2 separate regions of the Ovis aries genome follow, and region 1 is linked to region 2. A link is a contact called in public Hi-C data. All regions are on one chromosome and are shown on one strand. The core of a region is the stretch at or near the end of the contact, and the rest is flanking DNA. Distances in the headings are between cores, read along the strand shown. Region 1 overlaps MGME1 (mitochondrial genome maintenance exonuclease 1). Region 2 overlaps BFSP1 (beaded filament structural protein 1).

Region 1 (7,870 bases), core at 3,593-6,092, 350 kb after region 2:
TGCTTTTTTTTGTTTTTTGTTTTTTTTGCTACATTGAATAGTTTTTTAATTCTAAAATACCCATGCTTGTCAGTTAGAATATAGGAGATTCATGATTTTTTTGTTGTTAATATAAGACTTGAAAACACTGCACTTTCATTCCTTTAATTTATTCAAGGAACACTCTAACTTAATTGCTATCTGCAATAACTCTTAAATCTTTTAAAATTTATTTTCACAAGTTGAATCATGTTTAATGTTCTTAGCTTTACAATCCTAAGGGATCCTGTAACCCAGATCCTCGTGTTTGTTGCCTCGCACCTTACACGTGAAGAGCTCGCCAGGGATAAAGACTGCACTGGAGAATGGGTTGTCTCTTAGCTTGGCTGTTGATAAAGCAGTTTTTTTCCTTCCTGTTTTTAACATGTTTGTGTTCTGCTTCATTAAAGCTAATCTGTAGATGAAAACTACACTTCTTTTCCCTGGGTTTTAATTCCATAAGCCTTAAACATTTGTAGGCCTTTTATGTACTGATAAATCCAGTTAAGCCAGGTAAATTTGGAGTGGAATAACTTAGGTCCTCAGTTGAATTTCACTTCACTTTCTAAGTTGTGTCCCTAAAGCAATTCCATTTTTTGCCAGTAATAGAACTGACCTTTCAAAACCTTTGTAAAAACTAGTTGGCAAAGGTAACATGGTTTGACATTGCCTCATTAGCTGAGATGACTCCCCATTTTCTGTGGGTGTGTCTCCAAGCACATATATTTCCTCCTCTGTTTCTGTGTGTCACTCTACCTGATGGCCCCTGAGTTTTCTTCTTGCTCTTCTGGGTGATGGGCTGGAATGAGCTTGGACTCTGAGGCCAGGCCCATGCAGCTTTTTGCTTTTGGGCAATTTAATAGCCACTGCCTGGGCCTCATTAAAATGGGAGTGAAGAGCCTTATCTTGCCAGGTTGCTGTGTTTGAAAGTTAACAGTTTGAAAGTGCCAAACAGCGCTTAGCATAGCAACACCCTCTGTCTTTCCTTCCTTAATCAAGAGTCAAGTGAATATATAATATATCTCGCACTTGTTGAATATGTTTATGTCCTCTTTTCTTAAAAGTGTGTGAGAGAAAAAAAAAAAAAGAGGACAGAGCCGCTATCTCAGGCTGCTTTCGTCCTAAAAGCAAGCGCAGGTGCAGAATGTCATGTTTTCCTCCCCTCCCCCAAGCCCCACAATGTTAATTCCTGCATGCCTTGATTTTCATGCCTTTCCTGTCACTAAGCCTATTGGTAAAGGATGCCTCCACCAGTGTTCATAAGTCAGATTTGGTTGTAAAAAGAACTATAAACAAGCGCAGTTCTCTAAATGTCTAACAACTATCACAGCTGGTTAACTTACTGGTTACCTACATTAAATGAATTCTAAAATTCACAGTGCTATGTGAATTCACTAGATACGGTCCTGTAGCCCCCCAAATCTTCAATTCTAGCTTTGGCCTAATTCTACTAGAAATGCTTCAGTTTAATCCATTGTATTATCTAAGCTCTTCTAGTCCCTGTTGTTCTCAAAATGCATTCTTAGGCATTCTTAGGAGGCTGAAATATGGTTTCTTAGAGGTTGTCACTTAAAGGAAATTCATGTGATTTTTAATTTCACTGTTCAGAGTCTTACAGAGTATTTGTTCTTTAGTACTAGCTTTGTTTGGGATATTTTGTTGTTGTTGTCCGTTTCCTCTGATTTTCTTTACAGACATGTTTTTACAAGGGAAGCAATTTCATGGAGCCTTGGAAAGCATACTTTCACCCCAGGGGAACTTAAAAGAGAGAGATGAAAGTCTCCTTGAATCTGGCTATGTCCAAAGTGTGCAGCATGTTTTGAAAGACATCAGTGGAGTGCGGGCCCTGGAAAGTGCGGTTAAACATGAGACCTTACAGTATGTGGGTCTTCTGGACTGTGTGGCTGATTATCAGTAAGTATATTTGGTTTTTCACATCAAGTGTGGAGGTGAGAGAATTCTGGGTGGACACACGGTTCCCATCCAGCACTAGTTTTTCCTCTCACCTCCTGCTTCAAGGTAGAGCCTGTGCAAAGTCGCATCAGGTGAGAGCCACATCATCCTTGTCAATCTGTGTGCCCAGGTCAGGGTGTTTGGCGGAGGAAAGGTGTAACTGTCCAGTATGGCTAGGATGGCCTGTTTTCCAGCATGTCCCCCCGCTCCCTACGCTCAGGCAAGGTACCAGCCATAAGATCCAATCTGATTCCTGCATTGTTTTTCCTGTTTTGCTAAAAATGACACCGTGGTCTGTTGGCCCTGAAAATCAACTTTCTTCAAGGCTTCCATGCAGTGTTTGACATGCATAGGAACACTGAGCTCACTAAAACTTCCTGTGATCTTTAAATTGCTGCTGTTACTGTTTTCCCCACTTATTCCAGATTTCGAGTGTAGATATAATCTGCAGATATCCATATTCCCCAAAAAAGCATGTGAGCAATAAAGAGGGTGGGGGCAAAATCTGTTAGTATAACCCATGGAACTCTAGTTAAAAGATACTGGGCTCTGGAGACAAGCTGCCTGAGTTTGGTTTCTGGGTTTTCTTCTTAACTTTGGGCTACTTACTTAGCTTCTCTGTACCTCCATTCGTTCATCTGTAAAATAGGACAAATAATAGTACCTACCTCACAGGTTTGTTACAGAGGTTAAATGTAATCCTGGTACAGTACTTAAAATGCATACTATCTGCTCAGAAAGTGTTAGCTTTGTTATTTTGACCCTCTTCTCTCTTTTTAACTGCTGTTTAGTATGAATGAACTGTATTCACTTCCATATTGGGAGCTCTGGGTTATTTCTAGAGTTTCACAGTTACAAACTGTAGCAGTGACCAGGTCTCCTCGTGTTCTGTCCGGACAGTTTTTTCCGGCAGGTGCACAGGTTCATTGGTTTGTTTTGGTGAGCGACCTATGAGATATGAATAAATCCAGTCGATCTGAAGTAGGCCTGAGCACAAATAATTCTTAAATTCTCCAGGCACTTGTCACTTGCACCCGGCATAGCAAACCATTGCTCTATGGTACAGACCTGAAAGGGAAATTGCGGGGTCACAGGGAACGGGTGTTTTAACACTATGTCTCATCATTCCAGTCTGTTTTTCAAAATTAACTAGGCTAAGCACCTTTTCATTTGTTAAAGAGCTATTTGTGGACTGTCTTACTGCAATTTTAATTTGGGTTTATACTATTAAGATTTTTTTTACATAATATTAAGTTCTATAAGTTATAGCACATTTCTGGTACATGGCAGAAGTTGATACTGTAGGATATTTTGATTTTATCAAGGGAGAGAACTGGGAATGGTAGTCCCCTGGGGATGATGGGACCTCTCTTCGTTTGCAGAGATTGTCAAGCTTTACAGGATGGAAAACAGTTACAAAGATGATGTTATTACCTCCACATCTGTACCATCCGGTAGGGTAGCGGTGGGCCCCATAGGTCGCTAAGCGCTTGACTAGGGCTGGTCCAAACGGACGTGTGCTGTAAATACACAAACTAGATTTCAGTGAGTTCGCACAAAAAAGAATGTAAAATATCTCACTAACAACTTTTTAATGTTAATTATATACTTAAATGATCATATTTTGGATATATTGGGTTAAATAAAATGTTAAGATTTTACCTGTTTCTTTTTGGATGTAGCTACTGGAAAATTTTAAATGGTGTGTATAGCTCACATTTTCTTTCATTTAGTCAGCGCTCCTCTAGCCTGGTTTTATAAATACCTTCAGTTCAGTTCAGTCACTCAGTCGTGTCCAACTTTGTGACCCCATGAATTGCAGCACGCCAGGCCTCCCTGTCCATCACCAACTCTCGGAGTTCACTAAATACCTTGCATAGGTTCTAACTCCAGGGCTATGTTAACAAGGAGATCTCCCTCTGAACAGCTGGTTTTGAACCTGAAGTCAAGGCAGAGCAGTAAGCGCGCTTGAGGGTCACTGGTTCTCAACCCATCTGCCCTGCAGTCCTTTTAACATGGGGTTGGCAAGTGTAAAACCCCACCAGGATGGGGGAGAGGGAGGAAGGTACTGGTTATTTTACTAAAAAAAAAAGAAGTGGCAGGACTTTTTTTCTTTTCCCAAGATCCCTAATAGAAAATAATATATCCCTTCCCTGTGTGTAAACTTCTAGGACAGGAACCAGGTCTTCTCATTTGAATTTATACATATTGCTGCTACTTTTAAGTGTTGATGGACTTGAACTCCAGCTTTGGTTTCTGAGGCGCCATGATGCTTGGTCCCTTACAATGGGGACTTTGCTGCTGGTCTGTTGTGGTTCATTCTGATAGACGTTAGAAGCAAAGCAGATGTAGTTTCAGTTCCCTTGTCAACTATTAAACTGTGGAGGTCCAAAGAGAAGCCTAGAAAGTTTAGAGGCTTGCTCTGGGGAGACTGGGCCCTCGCTGCAGCCCTGTGGTCAACCCCTTCACACCTCATCACTGACCTGAATGAGGGGCTCAACACCTCTTCAGTTCCAAGGAAAGCTCAGGAGGGCTGTCTGCTTGGAACTGGGGGCAATGGAAGCCATAGTCATTGGGTGACAAGCAGCAAACTATAGTAAGAAAAGGGTTAACCTAACAGAGTCTCAGTTTGAGCTGTCACCTTCAAGGGCTTCCTTTGGTTTCTCTCTAGGGGCAAGCTTTGTGTGATTGATTGGAAGACATCAGAGAAGCCAAAGCCTTTCATCCGAAACACATTTGACAACCCACTGCAAGTTGTGGCATATGTCGGTGCTCTGAACCACGACACCAACTACAGCTTTCAGGTCAGGACGCAGAGCCCGGCTTGCTTCAGGCTTTGCCCATGCCAGGCCATAGCGCCTTCAAGTTCTGTCCTGTGTGCGTCCGACTGCTTCCTCTGTTCTGTCCTTCTGCACTTCACAGAGCACTTTCCCCACTTCCTGGGCTTTTTGTTGTTAATAGTTCTTTAATGATCACAGCGGGTTCTTTATGTTCATCTTTCTGTTCTTGTGTATCATCAGCCCGACTTAGAAACTGAGGTGGGAGCTCTCAGTGCTGATTGTTTTGCTCTGGGCTTGCCCTGGAGTGAAAAGGGCGCGAGCTTCTGTCCTGCTGCCGCTGCAAACTCTGAAATCGCCCTGCTCTTTCCTAGGTTCAGTGCGGCTTGATCGTGGTGGCCTACAAAAACGGGTCCCCTGCCCACCCACATTTCATGGACGCTGAGCTCTGCTCCCAGTACTGGGCAAAGTGGCTTCTTCGACTGGAAGAATATACAAAGAAGGAAAAGAGCCAGAATATCCAGAAACTAGATTAGGGGCAGGAAGCCTCATGGGAACAGGAAGTGCTTGATCACAGTTGGGAAGTTGTGTCGCTGTTTGCTGTGATCTGAGATCAGGTGCCATAGGGTCTGAGAGCTACATCAACACAGGCGCAACCAGTAACTTGTTGGAATTATTGCAACTAAAAAGATGAAGCCAGAAAAGTTAAATTCAAAGAATTGGACTCGTGCCCATAAAAGACCAGCTCTGCTACCTCTGGCTGGCATTTTCCTGGATAAGGGGCAGACAGCACTGGACTGGCACAGTGTTGGTGACTCTCAGACCTTCTGTGTCCAGGGCAGGACATTCAGTCTTCGCACTGAGACATTCAGGGTGGTGAGGTTTGGTGTGCCAAGTGCTTTCCTGAGGCACACAGTGGGGATGGGGCCACACACCCCCAGGGTGTGTGTGCAGTGAGAATTCCTATCAGCTAACTGCTTCTGCCAGTGGAGGTTCCTAAATCATGCCTTAGGTTTTGGGGTTCCCTGTATTTCATATGAGGAAGAAAGCATCCATTTACCATTTTTAAAGAATAAACATGTGATCTCTTAGCCTCCAGTAAACATTGCTCTCCCGAAAGATGGTGCACACTCCCCCTATCGTTGCATTGCCCCTTGGCCTTCTTCCAGGTAATTCTCAGAAGTAGCTGGGCCTTCTCTGAGAATCATACTTCTGGGTATTTTGGTAGCTATCTTCTGGTTTCAGTCATGGAACCGTGTACATGGAGAAAATTGTTTATGAAATTTTCCAGCTACGGGGAATAATAATGACATGTTTTGGTTTCTTTTTTTCCGTGATCAGTGATAAAATTGATTAGTAGTCACTGGGTTTGGGAAACCTAAATAAACGCCCACTACCACCCTGAGGGATGGCTCCCTGTGTCATGGAGAAGGTTAGCACTTAAGTTACAGTTGCTATCTTAAAATAGTAGGTGCTACAATCACTTTTTGCTTTCATTAGCCATTAATTATAAGAAATAAAAGATGAAGTAAAGGCTTTTGGTTTTGCTTTTTATTTAAATATGTGCATTTACAGGGTGATTTCACAAACCTGGAATTGTTTAGATTTTGTTTGTAAATTCAGAATCTTAACCCATCTTAATCTTGACCCAGTAGCTTTGGGATGTGTTATATGTATATGCACACACGGTCACCTCACAGGGAACGTGAGCTTTGAGTGGGGCGGAGGATTGAGGGAGACTTTGTGATGACCCTCCACACCTCTCATGCTTTTCAAGCGGCCTAGTGAGTGAATGAGTGAAAATTGCTCAGTCGTGTCCAGCTCTGCAACCCCATGGACTGTAGAATCCATGGAATTCTCCAGGCCAGAATACTGGAGTGGGTAGCCTTTCCCTTCACCAGGGGATCTTCCCCATGCAGGGATCAAACCCAGGTCTCCCACATTGCAGACAGATTCTTTACCAGCTGAGCCACAAAGGAAGCCTCTCAAGCAGCCTATATTCCTGTAATTTCCAAAGTCAGGAATCACGTGAGACTATTCCGAGTGTCCCAGCTGGTGTGGCCCCAGCCCCACCAAGCACCACCCTGGAGTTCAGAAGCCCAGATCCAGCAAGTTCTCTCTGGTGAAGATAGTCACACCCTGGACCTGTCGTTCTGCACCCTGCGCTAGTTCAGTTCAGTCCCAAGCTAGTTCAGTTCAATCATTCAGCCATGTCTGAGTCTTTGTGACCCCATGGACTGTAGCATGCCAGGCCTCCCTGTCCATCACCAACTCTGGGAATTTACTCAAGCTCATGTCCATTGGGTCGGTGATGCCATTCAACCATCTCATCCTCTCTTGTCCCCTTCTCCTGCCTTCAGTCTTTCCCAGCATCAGGGTCTTTTCCACTAAATCAGCTCTTTACCTCAGGTGGCCAAAGTATTGGCGTTTCAGTTTCAGCATCAGTCCTTCCAATGAACACCCAGGACTGATCTCCTTTAGGATGGACTGTTTTGATCTCCTTGCAGTCCAAGGGACTCGCAAGAGTCTTCTCCAACACCACAGTTCAAAAGCATCTGTTCTTCAGCGCTCAGCTTTCTTTATGGTCCAACTCTCACATCCATACATGACTACTGGAAAAACCATAGATTTGACTATATGGAACTTTGTTGGTAAAGTAATGTCTCTGCTTTTTAATACGCCGTCTAGGTTGACCATAGCTTTTCTTCCAGGGAGCAAGTGTCTTAATTTCATTACTGCAGTCACTGTTTCAGTGATTTTGGAGCCCAAGAAAATAAAAGTCTGTCACTGTTTCCATTGTTTCCCCATCTGTTTGCCATGAAGTGATGGGACCAGATGCCATGGTCTTAGTGTTTTGAATGTTGAGTTTTAAGCCAGCTTTTTCACTCTTTCACTTTCATCAGGAGGCTCTTTAGTTCCTCTTGCTTTCTGCCATAAGAGTGGTATCATCTGCATATCTGAGATTACTGATATTCCCCCTGCAATCTTGATTCCAGTTTGTGCTTCATCCAGTCCAGCGTTTCGCATGATATACTCCGCATATAAGTTAAATAAGCAGGGTGACAACATACAGCCTTGACGTATTCCTTTCTCAATTTGGAACCAGTTCGTTGTTCCATGTC
Region 2 (6,873 bases), core at 821-3,320:
ACCTTGGTGCTTTGCTATTTGGATGTTGACTTTGGGGGAACTGAATGAAGAGTATGGGAAAACTCTGAGCTATTTTTACAGCATCAGAGAAGTCTAAAATTATTTCAAAATAAACAAAGAGAGTTTGGCCAGGTTTCTGTTCCTCATTTAAAACTGCCTCCATTCAGGAAACAATCTAGATGTCCATCAACAGATGAATGGATAAAGAAACTGTGGTACATATACACAATGGAATATTACTCAGCCATAAAAAGGAACGCATTTGAGTCCATTCTAATGAGGTGGGCGAACCTAGAGCCTATTATACAGAGTGAAGTAAGTCAGAAAGAGAAAAACAAACATCATATACTAATGCATATATATGGAATCTAGAAAGATGGTACTGATGAACCTCTTTGCAGGGCAGCAATGGAGATGCAAACGTAGAGAACAGACTTGTGGTCAAGGGGCAGGGAAGAGGGAGAGAGTAGCATGGAAACATATATATTACCATAATATGTAAAGTAGATCACCAGTGGGAATTTGCTGTATGACTCAAAATAGCAATCCACTCCAGTACTCTTGCCTGGAAAATCCCATGGATGGAGGAGCCTGGTAGGCTACAGTCCATGGGGTCCCAAAGAGTCAGACACGACTAAGCGACTTCACTTCAGAGCTCAAACCAGCACGCTGTGACAACCTAGAGGGATGGGATGGGGTAGGAGGGGGCCAGGAGATTCAAGAGGGAGGGGACATATGTGTACCTATGGCTGATTCACGTCGATATTTGGCAGAAACCAACACAATACTATAAATTATCTTTCAATTAAAAATAAATAAATTTTAATAAAACTGTCTCCATTCAAACAGTCTCCTAGGACATCAAACGCCAAGGCACAGCCTCTGACTCCTGGTGTGGCCACACCCTCTTTACCATACCGGCATCCACACACTCCAGAAATGGCTTCCATGAAGGGATTCAAAGGACCCCTCTAGACCTGAATCTCAGAGGCAAGAATCCATCCAGAGTGGGTGAATCCCCACATAAGACTCTCCATTTCCATGGAGCGGTCCTGAGAACAAAGCCTGCAGGTCACAGACCAGTGTGGCTGGGGTCCATCAACCCCAGAGTCGGCTGGGCGGTAGGAGAACATGAGAGCTGGACACACTTTCATCAAAGCTCACCCTTCTACCTTGTGAATAAGAAAGAGCTGTGCCCGCAGCACCCACATGTTAAAGCTCAATAACTGAAACCTCCTCCATCAGAAGGAGGGGTGCTCAGAAAGAAATAATAAAAGCCCCCCTTTTGGTAGTTCAAAGGGGGCTAACGAGATGTCTCTGAGGGGACTGACTTCCATGTGGGCTTCAGACACCATCTAGCACCAGGCTGACAGTAAGAGAAAGAGACCCTCCTTCCTGGAGCCACAGTCCAGGTTGGCCACAGGGTCAAGCACAGGGTGTCACAGAACCCACGAAGAGGTCCAAGGTGCTGGGGAGGTGCAGGGGGCGGGGCATCACAGAAGGCTTCCAGGAGGAGGTAAGGCCAGTCCTGGGCGCTGCAGAAGCAAAGGGCCTTGCAGAGAGAGGCGTGAGAAGCAGAGAGGCGGGCGCCAGGTCTGCAGGGGTGGTCAGGAGAGGAGAGGAGCAGAGGGTTGCCCACTGACAGCCCCGGGTCACTACAAGAACAGCAGTCAAGCTGATACAGGGGGCAGAGGCAGGTGGCAGGTATGGGCCTCGAGGTAGCCTGAACTTCACTGTGAGCCAGGTAACTGGGCATTTCTGCCTGGACCATTTGGATCGACCAGCTGATATTCATCTCCCCACTTGACTGTAGGCAGGAGCCCAGCCAAGCTCTGCTTGGTGTTCCTGGACCTCACATGGGGCTCGCCAGAAACATCTGAGTGAAAGACAAGTGTTCTAGCACAGTTGTGGGGCCTGCCTTAGCACACACGGTCCTCAGGGATCCTGAGCTACGCCTCACGTGAGCCCCGTCTGGAGGGGTTACCTCTTGCCTCAGTCCTCTCAGGCCCCTGGACTCCTTTGGGTCCAAGGTCATTTCAAAAAGGAAAGAGAAACCATGTCCTTCCCAGATTACATGCCATCTTACCAAAACCTGCCACCAGATGGTGCTAAGGGGCTTTCACAAAAAATGACGTCTGGGCAACACACTCGCAAAAATCTGCATGTTTTCACTTCCTGTCACAAAAACTCATCTGACACAACTTAGAGAATTTAGAGAGCCTGTCCTTTCTCGGGCACCTGGAATAAGTACCATCTCATGCATGGCCCACGTGCAGGGGTCTCATGCGTGGTCCACGTTCAAAAGCAGGGGCCCCCAGCTCCAATCGTGGGTGCTGTTGCGGTCAACCTGCAGACCAGTGTTCTCAAAGCTGGCAGAGCCACCTGGGGGGCTTGTTGAAGGAGATGCTGGCCCCTCGCCAGAGTCCCTAATTCCACAGGTCTGGGGCAAGCCTGTGAATGCCCTAACCATAGGAAGAGCCAGCTGCCACAGCCCTGCTGGCCAAAGCCCTCAGGCTGCAAGGAGCGCTGCCCCACACCGTCCCCACCACATCCCCAGTCCCAGCCCTGGCCCCATTGAGGGGCTATGCTGACTGGTCTCCCTGGGAACATACAGCTTAGCTACTCCATCCGAAAGTCATGGCAACATTTCAAAATTAGCAAAAAGCCAGCTGTGAACATCTCATGAATCAGGCTGTGGAGGGCCCAGGCCGGGAACATGAGTGGCCCAGATGTAGAACATCCTGGCCCAGCATGGGACTCTCACCGCCCCCCTCCCCCGCCCAAATTAGTGACCTCCAAGTGCGGTTCCCGGGCTAGCAAGCAGCACCTGAACTTCAGAAAGGCAGGTTCTTGGGCCACAACCCGGACCTACTGAGTCAGAAACTCTGGGGTGGGTCCAGACATGTGTGTGTTTTAATTTGAGCTTATCAGGCAGACTTTTGGCCCCGGTGACCTTTACCCCTTAGCTTCTGCCCAAGACTCTGTGGTGTTAGTTGGCAAAGGGACTTTGCAGATGTAAGCAAGGTTCTTAAGCAGTTGAGCTTAAAAAATAGGGAGATTATTCTAGATTATTCCTGATCACATGAGCCCTCAAGAGCAGAAATCAAAGAGAGCAGATGCATGAGAAAGAGTCAATGTCCCTGAAGATGGAGAGTGGGCAGCATCTGGAATGACTACTGGTAGTAAAGAAACAGGATCCTTGTTCCTACAGGCACACAGAATTCCGCCAACATGACTGGGCTTGTGTGCACTTCTCCAAATGCTTAGTCACACACACAAATGTACACACACACATACGTACATACACACACACACATACACAGACATACAACTTATACACACATATATGCGTACACACGTACACACAAAAATATTCACATATATTATACACACATGTGCACACATACACACACACACACACTCAAACCCTCCCTCCATCCTCTCAGAGCCTCAGAGAAAACCACATACTCATCAAGTCACCAAATCAACGTGTCTGGTCCTCAAGCCACAGTTTGTCACCAGAGCAGGACGAGTTTTAAGGGGTCTCTTCAGCTGGGGTCTCTGCCCTGGGGACCATCTGCAGGCCCCCATATGCTTTCCAAAGCCCCTGAGTCACTGCAGAGTGAGGGGTGTGTGGTGTGTGGGGATGGGATAGAGATTCTGGACTCAGGTCCTGACATTTAGTAACACTGAGAACCCACGAAAAGCACCACATCCCACAGGGCTCCAACATGTGATTCTTCTGTCGGCATTGGGGGAATTCAGTTCAGTTCAGTTCAGTTCAGCCGCTCAGTCGTGTCCGACTCTTTGCAACCCCATGAATCACAGCACGCCAGGCCTCCCTATCCATCACCAACTCCCAGAGTTCACTCAAACTCATGTCCATCGAGTCAGTGATGCCATCCAGCCATCTCATCCTCTGTCGTCCCTTCTCCTCCTGCCCCAAATCCCTCCCAGCATCAAAGTCTTTTCCAATGAGTCAACTCTTCGCATGAGGTGGCCAAAGTATTGGAGTTTCAGCCTCAGCAACAGTCCTTCCAATGAACACCCAGGACTGATCTCCTTTAGAATGGACTGGTTGGATCTCCTTGCAGTCCAAGGGACTCTCAAGAGTCTTCTCCAACACCACAGTTCAAAAGCATCAATTCTTCAGAGCTCAGCTTTCTTCACAGTCCAACTCTCACATCCATACGTGACCACAGGAAAAACCATAGCCTTGACTAGATGGACCTTTGTTGGCAAAGTAATGTCTCTGCTTTTGAATATGCTATCTAGGTTGGTCATAACTTTCCTTCCAAGGAGTAAGCATCTTTTAATTTCATGGCTGCAATCACCATCTGCAGTGATTTTGGAGCCTCCAAAAATAAAGTCTGACACTGTTTCCACTGTTTCCCCATCTATTTCCCATGAAGTGATGGGACCAGATGCCATGATCTTCGTTTTCTGAATGTTGAGCTTTAAGCCAACTTTTTCACTCTCCACTTTCACTTTCATCAAGAGGCTTTTAGTTCCTCTTCACTTTCTGCCATAACGGTGGTGTCATCTGCATATCTGAGGTTATTGATATTTCTCCCAGCAATCTTGATTTCAACTTGCGCTTCCTCCAGCCCAGCATTTCTCATGATGTACTCTGCATAGAAGTTAAATAAGCAGGGTGACAATATCAGCCTTGATGTACTCCTTTTCCTATTTGGAACCAGTCTGTTGTTCCATTTACAATTCTAACTGTTGCTTCCTGACCTGCATACAGATTTCTCAAGAGGCAGGTCAGGTGGTCTGGTATTCCCATCTCTTTCAAAGTTTTCCACAGTTTATTGTGATCCACCTGGTCAAAGGCTTTGGCATAGTCAATAAAGCAGAAATAGATGTTTTTCTGGAACTCTCTTGCTTTTTCGACAATCCAGCGAATGTTGGCAATTTGATATCTGGTTCCTCTGCCTTTTCTAAAACCAGCTTGAACATCTGGAAGTTCACGGTTCACGTATTGCTGAAGCCTGGCTTGGAAAATTTTGAACATTACTTTACTAGCGTGTGAGATGAGTCCAATTGTGCAGTAGTTTGAGCATTCTTTGGCATTGCCTTTCTTTGGAATTGGAATGAAAACTGACCTTTTCCAGTCCTGTGGCCACTGCTGAGTTTTCCAAATGTGCTGGCATATTGAGTGCAGCACTTTCACAGCATCATCTTTCAGGTGGAGTAGAGACAGAGTAACATATAACATTTAATGGTATACATAAAGGCGAAGATTTTTAAAATTCTTGTTCTCTTGTCCTTTACATGTACTTCTCAAACCGAACATCAATTTACTTTTGGATTTGGGAAATGTGGTCAAACAGGAAGGAGCGTGTTCTAACCCAACATCCCCATCAGAACAGCCAGATACATGGAACCAGAGAAAGAAACTGGAGGAATCACAGAGGTGCCCCGCAAAGCTTGTGAACCACAAAAGAAGCCTGTACAAATAGGACTGAGCTTTTCTGGTGAGTTCAGTTTGCAAATTAAGCTTCACCAAGAAAAGAAAAGGGGTGGGGTGAAAATGCAAAGTTTCCAGTAACAAATTCTGAGCAGGAGCAAATGCAGAAAACAGCCCCTCTCTCCAGGGCTGCAGTCAGATTCCAGAGGAGAGAGTTCAGGTCAGAAGCAAGAAACACAGATTCAAGTGAGTGGAGGATTAAAAACCCCAATCTGTGACCATTTCTTATTTTTAACAACAATTTTAAACTGGGCAAAATGGGTTGGTTATGCACAGGTAGGAGCTTACCCTTGGTGGGGGAGGGGGCCAGAGGGAACCTCTTGGGAGCCAGAAATTAGTGGGATCTATTGTCTCTGCTTCCCTGGTGGCTCAGACAGTAAAAGCGTCTGCTTGCAATGCGGAGACCTGGGTTTGATCCCTGGGTCGGGAAGATCCCCTGGAGAAGGAAATGGCAACCCACTCCAGTACTCTTGCCTGGAAAATTCCATGGATGGAGGAACCTCGTCGGCTACAGTCCGTGGGGTCACAAAGAGTCATGCACAACTAAGTGACTTCACTTTCTCTGTCCCCTCTGGCCCAGGGCCTTTCCAGTCTGAGCAGGAAGGGCAGTGTCCTGGGCAGCCCTCCGTTTATGTGGACAGCTGGTCACACCCTCCAGGGATGCTGTCTGTCACTTGAGGGCTGGGCACACAAGTGTGCCAAGTTTGTAAGAATTTACAGTGAGACAGGGCTTCCCTGGTGGCTCAGTGGTAAAGAATCCACGTGCAATGCAGGAGATGTAGGAAATTTGGGTTCGATCCCTGGGTCGGGACAATCCCCTGGAGGAGGGCCTGGCAACCCACTCCAGTATTCTTGCCTGGAGAATCCCATGGACAGAGGAGCCTGGCGGGCTATATAGCCCATGGGGTCACAAAGAGTTGGACACAACAGAGGGACTAAACAAATAACAAAACAACACAGAGAGACAAATGCGCGCATGTCTCTGCAGGCACATGACACCAGAGTGAACCTGCAGACAGAGGGTGGGGCGCACCTGGGCCTGCAGCTCGGTTCTCTGGGCCTGCAGGAGGCAGACCATCTCCCGGCCATCCTCCAGCTGGCACTGCAGGGCGGCAGCTTCCCGTTCCGTCAGGAGCTTCTCCTGCACAAAGAAGCCAGACTCAGCATCACACACTTGTCATGGGAGGAAACACATAGAGGAGCGCAGAGGCCTCCTGTGTTCTGCACATTCACATCCCGCCCCCAGATTCACAGGCTGAGGCCCTGACCCCCTCTCGCTATGGGAAGGCATCTGGGCTGGGAATTTGGCAGGACGGGAGGTGGAGATGAGGTCACTAGAGTGGGGCCCCCATGGTGGGATTAGTGCCCTTACAAGCAAAGAAGGAAGCACCAGGGCCTAA

Evidence for each region. A called contact is a pair of places that touch in the nucleus more often than the background predicts.
Region 1: a Hi-C map of liver shows a contact between it and region 2, with 4 times the contacts expected there. The contact joins two enhancer-like sites. A contact is called at or near these places in 11 of 16 Hi-C or Micro-C datasets (blood, hypothalamus, liver and 6 more).

What each region holds. Positions count from the first base shown.
Region 1 is chr13:37,835,754-37,843,623 of ARS-UI_Ramb_v3.0, forward strand. It overlaps MGME1 (mitochondrial genome maintenance exonuclease 1), which reads left to right. Exons shown (of 5, transcript XM_004014287.5): 3 at 1,713-1,932; 4 at 4,643-4,775; 5 at 5,123-6,284. The coding sequence ends at 5,284. Among named protein-coding and RNA genes, the nearest start is that of SNX5, 8.3 kb to the left of the region's middle. Within about 2 kb of position 4,843, at least 8 of the 54 cell types and tissues checked have an H3K27ac peak or open chromatin away from gene starts, as enhancers often do. A contact at or near this core is called in liver, where this site is marked.
Region 2 is chr13:37,487,736-37,494,608 of ARS-UI_Ramb_v3.0, forward strand. BFSP1 (beaded filament structural protein 1) reads right to left here. Exons shown (of 8, transcript XM_027976717.3): 5 at 6,507-6,614. Among named protein-coding and RNA genes, the nearest start is that of BFSP1, 22 kb to the right of the region's middle. Within about 2 kb of position 2,071, at least 14 of the 54 cell types and tissues checked have an H3K27ac peak or open chromatin away from gene starts, as enhancers often do. A contact at or near this core is called in liver, where this site is marked.